Linked DNA regions of Mus musculus: region 2 is linked to region 1. The links are chromatin contacts, called in public Hi-C maps. All regions are on one chromosome and are shown on one strand. Each heading gives the region's core, a stretch centred on a gene start, on an enhancer-like site or on the middle of the called end of the contact. The rest is flanking DNA. Distances are from core to core; before and after follow the strand shown. Region 1 holds the start of Ttc8 (tetratricopeptide repeat domain 8). Region 2 has its middle 60 kb from the start of Gm40554.

Region 1 (3,415 bases), core at 150-2,649:
CATGAATAATAACAACACTTCTAGAATCACCACCAATACAGTTTGTTCTGCCGGACGCCTATGACCATTTATTTGAGCATCCTTCATCCATTCGCTCAGAGAGCAGCAGAGTCCAGGAACAACCTTCACACTCAGGCTTTTCTAGCTTTCCCTTTCTTTCCTAACAACTCCAAGGCAACACCACTAGAGGGAAAGCAAGAAAACCAGGGTCTGAATAGGTACAATACACTGTGCATGTACCTAAAAGCACTGCCAAACTGGCACAACTCTACTCTTAGGCTCCTGTTTTTCTTCTCGCCTCTTCCAGGGGCTATTTATTCAATGATAATGTTCGTGATACCTCCCCCATTCATTATTGACCTTTGCATTCATTATACACAATAATGCTGTATTTATTAAGTTCCCTTTTGCCCGATCCCCTTTAAAGACAGGTTCTCCTTTAGCTCACCAGGCTGGCCTTGAACTCTCTACCTAGCTGAGCATGGCTTTGAACTACTGATCCCCTTGCTGTACAGGAGTATACCTTCATGTTGAACTGTTATATGTCCTTCTAACCAAGGCTATCAGGTCTTCTTCTGTCTTATATTTCCCTCCTACAAGAAAAGTTTCTCTTGCCCAGGTAGTTTCTTTAAAAATAAATATATCCTTCCCTCATCTACATTCTCATTCTTCTATCTTGCCTCCAGTTGAATTCATGACTCAGAAACAAAAGTTCCTTCACACTTGGACAGAGGTCTAAAAATGCGGTAGATCGCGTGCTTCACTATCTGGACCAAAAGACAGCTGTGTTTAAAGGCGGCTGCATCTCAAGTCTTTGTTCACATATATATTTTCCTTTTTAGAAATCAACCAAGTTAGGAGTGTGACCAGTGAATGACCAATGAACTATCAAAGCCCCTCACAAACTTAACAGAGTCCCTTTAAATATAACTAATTCTGAAAAAGGTGTGCTGAAGTTTATAGCAGGAGCTGTCAAAGCACAGGACTCAGGATTCCCAGGGGATGCAAAAGGCAGGGACCTACTGTCCAGGATTCCAAAGAGTCTCGCTCCAGGTGCCTTTGCGGATTACACAGGCAACTTCTTCTTGGGCCCTCCTCCCGGGCCTCCCTCAGGGGACAGAGGGATCCCGCCCTGAGCCCATGGCCTCAGCAAAGAGGATCCACAGACTGCCTGGGGCCGGCCAGGTACCTGATCATAAGGGGATTTCTCCAGCATCTGCGTGCATAGATCGGCGCAGAGCTGGAACTTCCTGCGTCTAAAATAGCTCCAGGCCCGGAGCAGTGGCTCCATCTCTGAGCCCATGGTGGTCCGGGACAACCCTCAAGGAACCCAGAGGCCCTGTACCCAGAGCCCGGCCCGGGGAGGGCGGGGTTCGGGAGCAGCGAGCGGGAGGCGTCTGGCTTTGCTGAGCAACGCGCAACGGCGGGGCCTGGCTAAGGAGGTGTCCGCAGCGCGCCTGAAAACAGGGGACGGGAAAGCCTCTGAGAGCCGACCTCAGCCAGAGAGTTTGCAAAGAATTGCTGGCAAAAAAGTGTTCTTTTAATGACAATAGATTGCATTAACTTTGAAAAGCCACCAAGCCTTTAAAAGAAACAGGTAGTGACTTAGACACCTCGGACAGGGTCCTCCGTGCTAACGAGAGATGCAGTTGCCTAGCAACCATCCGGTTGCTTACCCTGTAAGTGCCAAAAAAAAAAAAAAAAAAAGCCCACCTAAATTGACCCGGGTTGTGTCTCCTGTCTCACTACGCCCCACTTCGCGCATTCCTACTGCTGTCATATTTCTGACTCTAGAAACATAAATGCGGAAACAGTTTCTCCTGTGCCCTAAATCCAAAACCTCTACAGTATTTTTCCGTCTCACGGCAGTGTTCAAATTGCAAGGGATTTGAGAGCTTGCTTAGTCCAATACACTCATTTTACAGATGAGAAGATGAGATAGGCTCCAAAAAGAGAAATTATTTGCTTCACTTGTTTGGAGTTAAGGAGGCGAGACTATAATTTACAGATTGAGGGCATTTCTTCCAAAGTAGATAATGTATGGAAAGGGAGATTTGTTGTTGCTGTATTGTTTTGGTTTTCCTTTGGTTTGGGTTGTTTTCTTTGGTTTCAAGATCTTGCCATGCAGCCTAGGCTAATCTGCAGTGCAGCCTCCCTAGTGCCAGTGCATACAGGTATTTGACACCAGATACAACAAATAAACTTTTGAAACCCCGTTTATGGGCACGTGTCGTCTGTCAAATGTTTTCATGTGTGCAGTGAGTTTTGGTTTTGTTTGCTTTTATTCTTTCCCTGCAGAAGACCGAGTCCAGGGTTTTGGCACGCGCTAGATAAAGATTCTATTGTTGAAATCACTGAGCTAAATCCCCAGCCCAGAGTGGTTCTGACTGATTGAACCACTGCCCGACTTTCCTCTACACATTTACAAAGATGACAAATATCTAACAGCAAGAGCCCATAATGCAGAAATGAGGCTGGGGTGAGTCTGGGGGTGGCTTCTTAGACCATCCTCCTGCCTCCTTCCTACCATGACGGAAGACAGAAGAAAATATCTGAATAGTGAAGAGTTTTCTGACGGTGTCTACACTTTCTCTCACAGATAACAATCAATAAACACAGACCTTTTGCAGTTTCCTGAAACCACTAGAGAATCACAATGCAAACATTATATTTAACCCAGGTAGCTTTTGCAGATTTCAACCCGACGTCTACATTTCAGAACAAAGGAATGGATTGTGAATATTTCTAGTCTCATTTTCTAAGCAATCCTTCTAGAATTTTTGCATCTTGGAAGTGACTAATTATGAAGATTATAAGTTTTATAGTGATGATTAATACTGGTCCATCTGTGTTTCCCTAGAAGGGACTCTAGAGATGGAATTTGTGAGAAGGTCCCAGTGAGGTAGTCTGTGTGAAGGTCATGGTTTCAGGAAGGCATACATGTTGGTCATGGACAGCTTCAGTACTTCACAGGGGCCTTTTATTTTATTTTATTTTTTTATTTTTAATATAAAAGACTCCTGTGTAAATGATTTTCAACCCTTATACCCCACACTGACTGTGGAATGACCAGTTCTACCTCAGCTTCTAGACCATTGTGGTTAAAGGTATGGACCGCCACAGTACATATATCTTTGAAGTTTCTAAGGTTGTTTTTATTTTATGTGTATGAGTGCTTTGCTTGCATGTATGTCTGTCCACCGTGTTTGTGACGAGTACTTGAGGAGTCCAGAAGAAAGCATCTGGTTCCTGGAACCCGAGTTATCAAGTGTGAGAGCTGCCATGTGGGTGCTGGAACTGCAACCCGTGCCCTCTACAAGAACAGTAAGTGATCCTAACAGCATTGGCTTCTTCTCTCTGGCCCTATACACATTTTTTAATTGCAGAAAAATTTGATGTTTCCATTTTAAAACAA
Region 2 (3,167 bases), core at 7-2,506, 160 kb before region 1:
TGTCTCCTGGGCGATTCTACAGCCTATCAAGTTGACAGTCGACACTGCCTATCATACCTACGTAACCAAGGATCTTATTACCCGATCAGATGCTGTAGTTAGTTAATTCTGCAATCAGTTATGGTGCGGTACCAGACCAAATAGCTGATCACCTCCCTTGCTCTCTGTTGGACTGTTGGTGTCAGCCAAAGGCCCATGTGTTAAAGGCTTGGTTCCCACCCATTGCACTACTGAGAGGTAGGGACCTGGTGAAGCTATTAGGGGCATGCCCTTGAAGAAGGCATTGGGAATATACTTTCTGCCCTGTTTCCCAGACACGATGAGGTTAACAGGCCTCCTACTTTGTGTACTCCCACCATGATTTTGTCTTACCACAGAACCAACCAGCTATAGACTTGAAACCTTGAAAACTGTGAGCTTTTAAGATAAAGCAATCCGTCTCTTGAATTCATTTACAGTAATGGCATACCATCACAGCCCTGTGCCTCCAAGCACAGTGACTTAACGACCATTCATTTCGCTGAGACCACCATCTTTAGGTAAGAGAACCTGCCCGGGGCACTGATTCAGGGCTCTGTGTTCCTTCTTCTGTCTTGCTGCAGTCACCCCCAAAGTCATTGACTTCCCTTGTTGGTCTTCAAGATCAGAACCAAGTTAAAGGTGTTTCTACTTTCCTACTTCTAAGGATGGAAAGAAGGAATTTGGGGGTTTCTTTTCCTTCTTCTTAGGTGACTGACAACTGGGAGTAAGGTTCTGTGGTGGGATGTCCACAGACCTGGCTGCAGATAGCCGGCATTGGCCGTCAGCTCTGCTCACTGCTGCTGGAGCAAGCATCGACTCTCTCTCTCTCATGCTCCGTACAAAATGGTTTAACTTTGACCTCGCAGGCTGTGGCAGTTTCTAGGAACCCCTGGGAATAAATCCTAACGGCTCTTTTCTCTTACAGCTCTCTTCTTTTCCTTTTAGGAAAAAGGCCTTGTCAGAGGTTTAGCCATTGAAGCTAAGCCCCAGGATTCCTAATCCTTTCAGCCTCAGCTTCCCGACCTCCATGAGGCTCAAGGGCAGGGTCACGAATGTGTCGCAAGGCATAAAGGTGGACACTGCGTCCCAAGACTGGCCATCAAGGGGAGAGTTGAGGTGCCTGCTCTGTACCCCTGGCCTGTCCCTGCCTGGGGCATGCCTAGCCCTGTGTCGTCTGCTGGAGGGCGGTGCGGCAGCGCCACCGTGTGGCCGCGCGACATCAAAGCGCTGCGACTCCACCCGCTGGGGTTGTCGCGCTGCTCAGCCAGGAGCCTAGTTAGGATGCTTGGCTTAGGACATCTCCTCTGGTCCCCATATCGAATTTTTCTTTGCACTGCCCCCTGGTGGAGCTGTTTCTACCCCGAGGTGCAGAGGACTTATGCAAAGGGACAGTTATCATCAGAGGCTGCAGTCTAGCCGTCAACATGTACCCCAATGGTTTGAGCTCTCTGGTCTCAAAAAACGAGGAAAACAAAAAGCAAAAGTCCCCAGAGAGTCTCTCATCATGCCAGATCATGCGTTTTCCCGGAGTCAGGAGATGAGATATAACTCCCAGCCCCTGAGACATGCCCAGACAGACAGACATGGACCGCGTCTGCAGCAAGAACCACTCTTTCTACCTTCGGGATCTTTCGCTAGCCAATGTGTAGCACCCTGATCCAAGCTTGGTGATTCCAGGAATCGCCCCAGGGGGCTCTGCCTCAGCATAAATATTCCCCAGGTTTAGGAGGTCCCTATGTAGGCTGGGTTCTGGATACTAGAAAGGGAGACTTAACATCCCGCACTTCTGTTGCTATGGAAACGCCCCCCTCCCCGCAGGTAGACATATGTTAAACTCCAGCGATAAAAGAGCTATAGGGACCTTTAACTTATAGCGGCAGTGGGGGATGGAGGACTGCTCAAGGTCGCCCAGTTAACAAAGGTAAAAACCCAAGCCATTCTCCATTAGGAGAAGATGAAGCTTTGAGTACTCCTTGCTTCTCCATTCGGAGACATCTTCACAGAGTGAGGAGCTTTAGCCTGAGAAAGGCCCAGGAAAGATGGGGATTTGGAAAGAGAATTCATATCCAATCAGAGAACCTTGATTTTTCTACTTCTCCTTACTCAATCGGTTTCCAGCCTCTTCCTGGTCTGTTTGCAGAATAGGAGCACACCCAGAGCAGTATTATTGGTATCTGTCTGTAACAACGAAAGAAGAGACAGCCCAGTCATAAGGATCTGTCCCTGGTAGGTATATCCTGGGGGTGTTCACAAATAAATCTGGACCTGGTGCAAGTAACAATTTTAAAGCACTTGTCAAGTGTAAAGGAGCTCCAGGAACCAGCACATTCGCTGTTTACAAAATGTTGCAAGCCTTGTGATTAGCATCATTGTTCACGGAAGGAAACTGAAGCACAGTGAAGCATTTCAACTAAAGTCATTCAGAGAGCACCCAGCCTTCTCAAGTCCAGGTGCTCCTTCAGCCACCACGCTGCTGATGAAGAGGGGACACGAAAAGCATCTGTGTGCGCACGGGAGCCTGGGGGCCAGAGCCTGGGGCCCGGAGCCTGGAGAAAACAAAGTGTGCCCCCAACAACAGAGTTTTGCAATTAAAGTCCTGGGATGGTAGAAACAGGTCTCTCTCTCTCTCTCTCTCTCTCTCTCTCTCTCTCTCTCTCTCTCTCTCTCTCTCTCCCCCTCCCTCCCTCCCTCCCTCCCTCCCTCCCTCCCTCCCTCCCTCCCTTCCTTTCTTTATGAGACAGAAAGATGCTAAGATCTTCTTCTTGTGCTTGTCCTTCATCATTCTGTGTGGGAGGAAGATGTTCTCTGCATCTGGGAGAAATATCACCACATCATACACAGAGACCCACATGAACCCTTTGGTACCCTCTTAGACACAGCATCCTCATTCTCTACGGAATTGTACTTCTGTTTGGAGAAGGGATGCTTGCCCCTTTACAGCTTTTTAAAACTGGCAACGACAGATAATACAACAGGTTTTTTATTTTGTTTTTAAAGACAGGGTTCCTCAGGGTAGTCCTGGCTATCCTGGAACTTGCTCTGTGGATCAGGCTGGACTTGAATTTAGAGATTCACCTGCCTCTGCCTCCTGGATACTGGAATTAAAGTAGTATGCCACCACCACCCAGCTTTTTGTTTTGTTTTGT

The links. Hi-C and Micro-C count contacts between places; a contact is called where the count stands out from the background.
Region 2: a contact with region 1 is called in a Hi-C map of neural progenitor cells, with 2.5 times the contacts expected there. The contact joins the enhancer-like site here to the promoter of Ttc8 in region 1. A contact is called at or near these places in 5 of 39 promoter capture datasets (the 3T3-L1 cell line, 3T3-L1-derived adipocytes, the HPC-7 cell line and 1 more), 5 of 484 Hi-C or Micro-C datasets (the C2C12 cell line, cerebellar granule neurons, cerebral cortex and 2 more) and 1 of 115 datasets of contacts at active chromatin or transcription factors (embryonic hindbrain).

What each region holds. Positions count from the first base shown.
Region 1 is chr12:98,918,558-98,921,972 of GRCm38.p6, reverse strand. It overlaps Ttc8 (tetratricopeptide repeat domain 8), which reads right to left and starts at 1,399. Exons shown (of 14, transcript NM_029553.4): 1 at 1,190-1,399. The coding sequence starts at 1,303.
Region 2 is chr12:99,082,455-99,085,621 of GRCm38.p6, reverse strand. No RefSeq gene overlaps it. Among named protein-coding and RNA genes, the nearest start is that of Gm40554, 60 kb to the right of the region's middle. Within about 2 kb of position 1,256, at least 41 of the 459 cell types and tissues checked have an H3K27ac peak or open chromatin away from gene starts, as enhancers often do. A contact at or near this core is called in 3T3-L1-derived adipocytes, cerebral cortex, neural progenitor cells and 1 more, where this site is marked.